Linked DNA regions of Mus musculus: region 1 is linked to region 2. A link is a contact called in public promoter capture Hi-C data. All regions are on one chromosome and are shown on one strand. Each heading gives the region's core, a stretch centred on a gene start, on an enhancer-like site or on the middle of the called end of the contact. The rest is flanking DNA. Distances are from core to core; before and after follow the strand shown.

Region 1 (2,806 bases), core at 58-2,557, 220 kb after region 2:
TTAATTAAAAATTCCTACAGAGTTTTAAAGGGGAAATTTAAAAACTGAGGCTCTCTCTTTTAGTCATTTCATTCATACTGCTATTCAACTTTTACCAAAAACTGAAGTATTCTTAAAAAAAAAAAAAAAACTTGGAAAACCTCTATATAACATCACTGTATCATTCAATTATCTGAGATGAAAGGAAAACATTTGAATAAATACACTTACTTCTACATATGTACCTAAGAGGATTCTAGATATTCAAAAATCTAAGACCTAATGCCACAAAAGGCCAAGGGGGGAAAAAAAATCAACTCATTAATGCTTGATGAGGATTCCAGCCATTAAAAGACACAAAAACAAAGAGAAAGAATATTATTTTTAAAAATAAGGCCAATGTAACTCACACCTCCTCTCTCTCTGTCTCTCTGCCTCTCTCTCTCTCTCTCTCTCTCTCTCTCTCTCTCTCTCTTTCTTGCAGCACAGGGAACATCTGGGTTTAAAGTTTTATAGAATTACTCAAGAAAATAAATGTGATATTAAGTTAATTAAGTTACTCTAGTAGTAAACTATAGAATAAATCAACCCACTTTCAAATGATAGTTTTAAGTGCTGCCCAGTTAAATTGTCAGTGGAATCATTAAGAAGATGGTAACTGAACTAAAAGATTACTAATCAAAAGTTTTTGTTACCAGTTAGAAATTCACATCAAACATTAATGAACTGGGTTTTCTACTGTCTTTGTAGAAAAGTAAGAAAGTTTATATTGCCATTTAAGAAAGTTTTTTTTTAAAGCTTAGACGTGAACAAGAGAAGGAAGAGGAAGTATTACACTCCTAAACTAATTAACAAAATCAGAGGAGGGGGACATGCAGGAAAACAATGATAATTAGTATGTACCCTTGGTTAACCAAATGCACACATACATTCATTCTGTATATGCACAAACATCAGCAGCATCATAAACCGTCTCCAGCTCTAGCTATTATTCAGTTCGACATCTGCACATGTTTATGCGTCTCTCCAAACAACCTCTTGAACACCCTGCTGGAGCTGTCATTTTTTTCTTCTCCCTATCTGGCAGATGGCAAGTCAACAATCGGCATCAACAGCAGCCGAATATCTCCCCCTTTACCGCCCCCCCCCCAAAACAGACACAATAATAACTTCTTTGTGCTTCCCTACAATGCAGCTGCTTAAACCATTTCGTTACAAGGCTGCTTTGCCTTAATAAAAAAAAAAAATCCCTTCTGTCAAGTCTAAAAAGCAGCATAATGTTAAGCAAGCTAAAGCCACAGCACAGCTGCAAACGGGCAGACACATTGACAGCTCCTCCCTTAACAAAGCCCTGTGAATTGAAGGGGTTCATCTGAGGCTCACACAGTAATTAGTATAAAAAAAAAGTCCGACAGCCTCTATTATGCTAAGGAAAAAAAAAAACTGGACAGAACTGGGCTGCTGTTTTGCGTCAAGAGTTCTGTTGCAGAGTAGATAAATCATGTTGGGTTTTTTTCCTCTCTTTTTAAAGACAGTAATAAGGAGGATGAGAGAAGCTAATTTGAAAACTTGGACACAGTAATTGTACCATATGGTGAGCATTTATCCTTTCTGAAATGCACGCTAACAGTCACTTACATGCATACTGCTTTGTTTTACAGTTGTTATTCTCTCTACCATATTCATAAAATGGATTTGAATATCTGATACCAAGAGAAGTTTTGTGTAATTAGCAACAGAACTGCCTAGGTTTAATTTATTGGCCTAGCACAGCAATCTAGTAAAATGCAAAACAAAATTAAACAATGAGTCCACTTTGTAAAGTGTCTTTCTTAACTCTTAAAAAAAAAAAACTTAACAAATACAAGTTCATTGAAGTGTTTTTAAGTTGTTAGTAATTCAGAAAATTCCAACAAAATAAAGTATGATAGTGGATAAGATTTCTACAGCAACCTCAGAGATAAGGCCTCCATGAGAATGACCTTTTACTAATCTCATCTGTTTAATTTCATTAATGCACATAGAACTCTCACTCATACATATTAGTAAACCTAGAAGAAACACTTCCTTCTATGTGCCCTAGAACTGTTTTGTTTTGTTAGAAATTCTGCTATTACATAGTACTGTGCCAAGCACTGTTCTAGACTGACAAAATACAGTATAGAATAGTTTTCTCACTCACTCACTCACTCACTCACTCACTCACACACACACACACAAATACATATATAATTTATGCTTGATATGTATAAACTATAAAAATATAAATAAGCATATTTATGCTTAGATATAGATACACTCTAATATTTTTGTCCACTTCAAAATTCTTTAACATCTCACTGCTTAAAAAAAAAAGACTTTAACAGCATTAATAAACTGTTATCAAGCTCTAACATCCAACTTTTCTTTTGACAAAAAAAATAAAAACCTAGAAAATTATGTTCCATTAGTTTACTGGTTTAAACACTGGTAAATTTACTTTAATGGGATCAATGTTCCTCTTCAGATAGTGTGTTTACCTAACTACTATCATCTATGTTCTAAACACATACTATTCAACTAGAACTCATGGGAATCCTCAAAGTTTCTAGGGAAGTAAAAGCAGCCGTCTAAGCGACTACAATTTGCTGCAAGTATCCTTCTGATCAATGTGGGGGACATTTAAAGTAAAATTTTTAAAGAAACATTATTCCAACAAACCTCCTCCCCAAAAAACTCTAACTAGACTACACTTTGAAATATATTTATCAGTGATAATACTATCCCAACACTCTAGAAGATTTGGCCTATTCTAGAAATTAGACATAATTATAGTCAGAAGAAACAA
Region 2 (2,700 bases), core at 171-2,670:
TATATGACTGCACTTCTACTTGGACATGACATCTAAAAACAAAGTACCATGTCCCTAGTGGGTAAGCAGGTTGCCCTTGCCTGCCTTCTGGAAGCTGACTCAGTTTGCTTCAGCAGGCTGGCTCTCCTTGATTTAGACACATCCTTGTTCTGTCAACTGCCCTTCATTTTCTAGAAATCATATCTGAGTCTTGATGAGGATGCATGGATATGTAAAATCATGTTAACACAAAGTTCTGTAAATTAGAGAGAGGGGCTGTGCTTCTATGCTTCTGCTTGTTCAGAGACTTCAATGCTTTAAAACGAATTCATATAAAAAGATGATGATGATGGTAATCAGCCGTCACAATGTTCAGTCTAGAAAACTTGAGGCTAGTTGAGGGCATGATCCATTACTCTAGGTAGCCCTTGTTGGCAAGGTTATAGCGTTGACAAATTAAGGCTACAGAGAGTACTCCCTCTTTTCTAACTTTAGTCTTTGTCTTTAGAGGGAAAGCCATCCTTTCCTTCCTGATATTGTCCTTTGCTAATGGCAGCAGCGTTGCAGCCCAGGGCTCCTTAAGTTCTCCTGTGAGCACTGCTGGCACTTGGGTTCTTTCTCTCCCTGAAAGAAGACATCTATTCAGAATCCTTAGTGGTTGAATTGGTCAGCAATGTTTCAGCCGAGAAAGGATGATAATCCTATTAAGGAACAATGAAATCCATCTACAACAAAAAGAAAGCCCATGTCAGAACTATAGAGGAACCCAAATTTTGATCCTGCACCCAGGCTGACTTTCACAAAAAAATTATCTGTAAAAGTAGAGGGAGTCACGGTGCTGGAGACGACTCCTAGCACTAAAAACATCTTAGATGTTGCTTTATGTGCTTGCTTTCCATTAGAGTCAGGAATGGTCCGACTCTGTTGCTGTGATTTTGTCAACATTTATCCTATCTGTCTTTCATATACAAAGGCTTAGGGATGCCAGAAAACAAACTGTTAACGGAGAATTAACTTCTTTGGCATGCTTTCATACTTATCTTCCAAATTAAAGAAAATGAAATGGGCAGAAACAGAGTGTAGATTACCTCCTTTTTGTCAAAAATGGTGGGAATTTGAAAATTAATAATAAAAAAGGGAACAGATGCAGTAACATGCCAGAGGGAGATTAATGTGGAGAGTGAAATCTGTGAGCAACAAAACTGAAGCAAACTGAATCAGTGGGAGGTGGTTGTACAATCAAAATCAGGATAAAAGAGAAATTACAAACAACCCTGCACTTGTCAAAGTAGTAGTAATGAAACCCTGACTCTGCCAGCAGCGAGAACCTGTGTTAGCACTTTGGGGTAAGGATGGTAGCCGGGTGCCAGGTAGGAGGGCAGTGTTAGGTTGCTGGGCAGCAGCCATCTTGTGTGGAACAGATGGCACTGAAAGCTGGCAGGGGAGGGGCTCCTTAGCAGAACTAATCAGACAGTAACAGATAGGGCAGCTGGGAAGACTGACCACAGAGAGGGAGCCTGCGGGGTAGCTCAGTGCCACGGTGTGTGCAGCGGTGTGCCCATTGGTCTGCGGGAAGACCTTGCAATGCCTTTCCCATCGATGGACGCACTGAAACTTTTGTTCAAAAGGGAGAATTGAGTTGGAGTGTCTCAAACTTGGGGGTGGGGTTGGGTGTTGGAGAGAGACTGGGAATGGAGGTACTGCCCATCTCTGAATTCGTTGCATGAGTTTTCAATGTCAGCTTCTGTGGAACTTTGATTTTTGCAGCATGTGTGGCTCTGCCGTTCTCTTCTCCACTGTAGCACGCCAAGTGATCGCTCTATATTTTATCCACAGTTTGCAGCATCAGGACTATACATAAAATTAGAAAAGACTTCCTGGTATGATTTCTCACAAATGAAAACTAAAAGCAACCAGGTGATATGTATGTTTCTCCTTAATAATTCTTAATAACCTAATTCAAGCTATGGTTGACTTACAGCCACTTGCTCGTCCTTTTTGCTCCATGTAATTGTGGACTAAACAACAAAATCTAAGCATAATTTAGAGCCCAAACCTTAAAACAAAAATCAAATTACTGTGCAAAAATGAGAAGCCAACCTGTTAAATTTAATTGTGCATTGAAGAGCCATAATTCCAGATAGGTCAGCACATTTATTCAAATGCTATGCCTTTGACAACAAGATTCAGGTCTCCTACGTCTGTTTTCAAACTTGTATCTTCCTTTCTCCTTTTTATTTTTCCAGAAGGTTTATAGCTTGGCTCAAATTATTCATTTTGGAGGGGGGAGGGGGAAACATTACCAGGATTTGAAATAGGTGGTATAACATAGCCATATGCTATTTATGCAGCAGTTTCTGCAATAAATCTAATTTGGTGCTGTCAAAAAATCAGACTTATTTGATATAGCGGCACATTAGTAAATGATTGTGGCAGATTTAAAGTTGTCATTTAGTCTCTTCTAACTCTTAAACAGAATCTTGCAAACCCGTCTTCTCTCTCATCAAGTCTATGAAAACCTCCCAGGTCTTTGTCCTACAGTACTGCAATATTTTCATGTCTCAAAGCAGGTTTTGCCTAAAGGTAACTGAGAAAAAAGGGTGAAAAATGAATATCCTCTGTTGTCAAAATAACATTGGCAGTCAGAGATCAATAAAGCGGGGAAAATGATAGTGTCTCCAGCCTGTGTAGTTCTTAGAAAAGCAGAGCAGCTAGGCAGGC

Evidence for each region. Promoter capture Hi-C pulls out the DNA fragments that hold promoters and counts their contacts.
Region 1: a promoter capture Hi-C map of hippocampal neurons shows a contact between it and region 2, with 2.0 times the contacts expected there. The contact joins two enhancer-like sites. A contact is called at or near these places in 4 of 39 promoter capture datasets (the HPC-7 cell line, hippocampal neurons, liver and 1 more), 4 of 484 Hi-C or Micro-C datasets (cerebral cortex, cortical neurons and pancreatic cancer cells) and 1 of 115 datasets of contacts at active chromatin or transcription factors (embryonic basal ganglia).

Annotation. Positions count from the first base shown.
Region 1 is chr1:177,149,409-177,152,214 of GRCm38.p6, forward strand. All of the region lies in intron 1 of Akt3 (thymoma viral proto-oncogene 3), which reads right to left. Among named protein-coding and RNA genes, the nearest start is that of Akt3, 98 kb to the right of the region's middle. Within about 2 kb of position 1,308, at least 80 of the 459 cell types and tissues checked have an H3K27ac peak or open chromatin away from gene starts, as enhancers often do. A contact at or near this core is called in cortical neurons and hippocampal neurons, where this site is marked.
Region 2 is chr1:176,928,506-176,931,205 of GRCm38.p6, forward strand. All of the region lies in intron 13 of Sdccag8 (serologically defined colon cancer antigen 8), which reads left to right. All of the region lies in intron 3 of Gm15423 (a long non-coding RNA gene), which reads right to left. Among named protein-coding and RNA genes, the nearest start is that of Gm15423, 11 kb to the right of the region's middle. Within about 2 kb of position 1,421, at least 17 of the 459 cell types and tissues checked have an H3K27ac peak or open chromatin away from gene starts, as enhancers often do. A contact at or near this core is called in cortical neurons and hippocampal neurons, where this site is marked.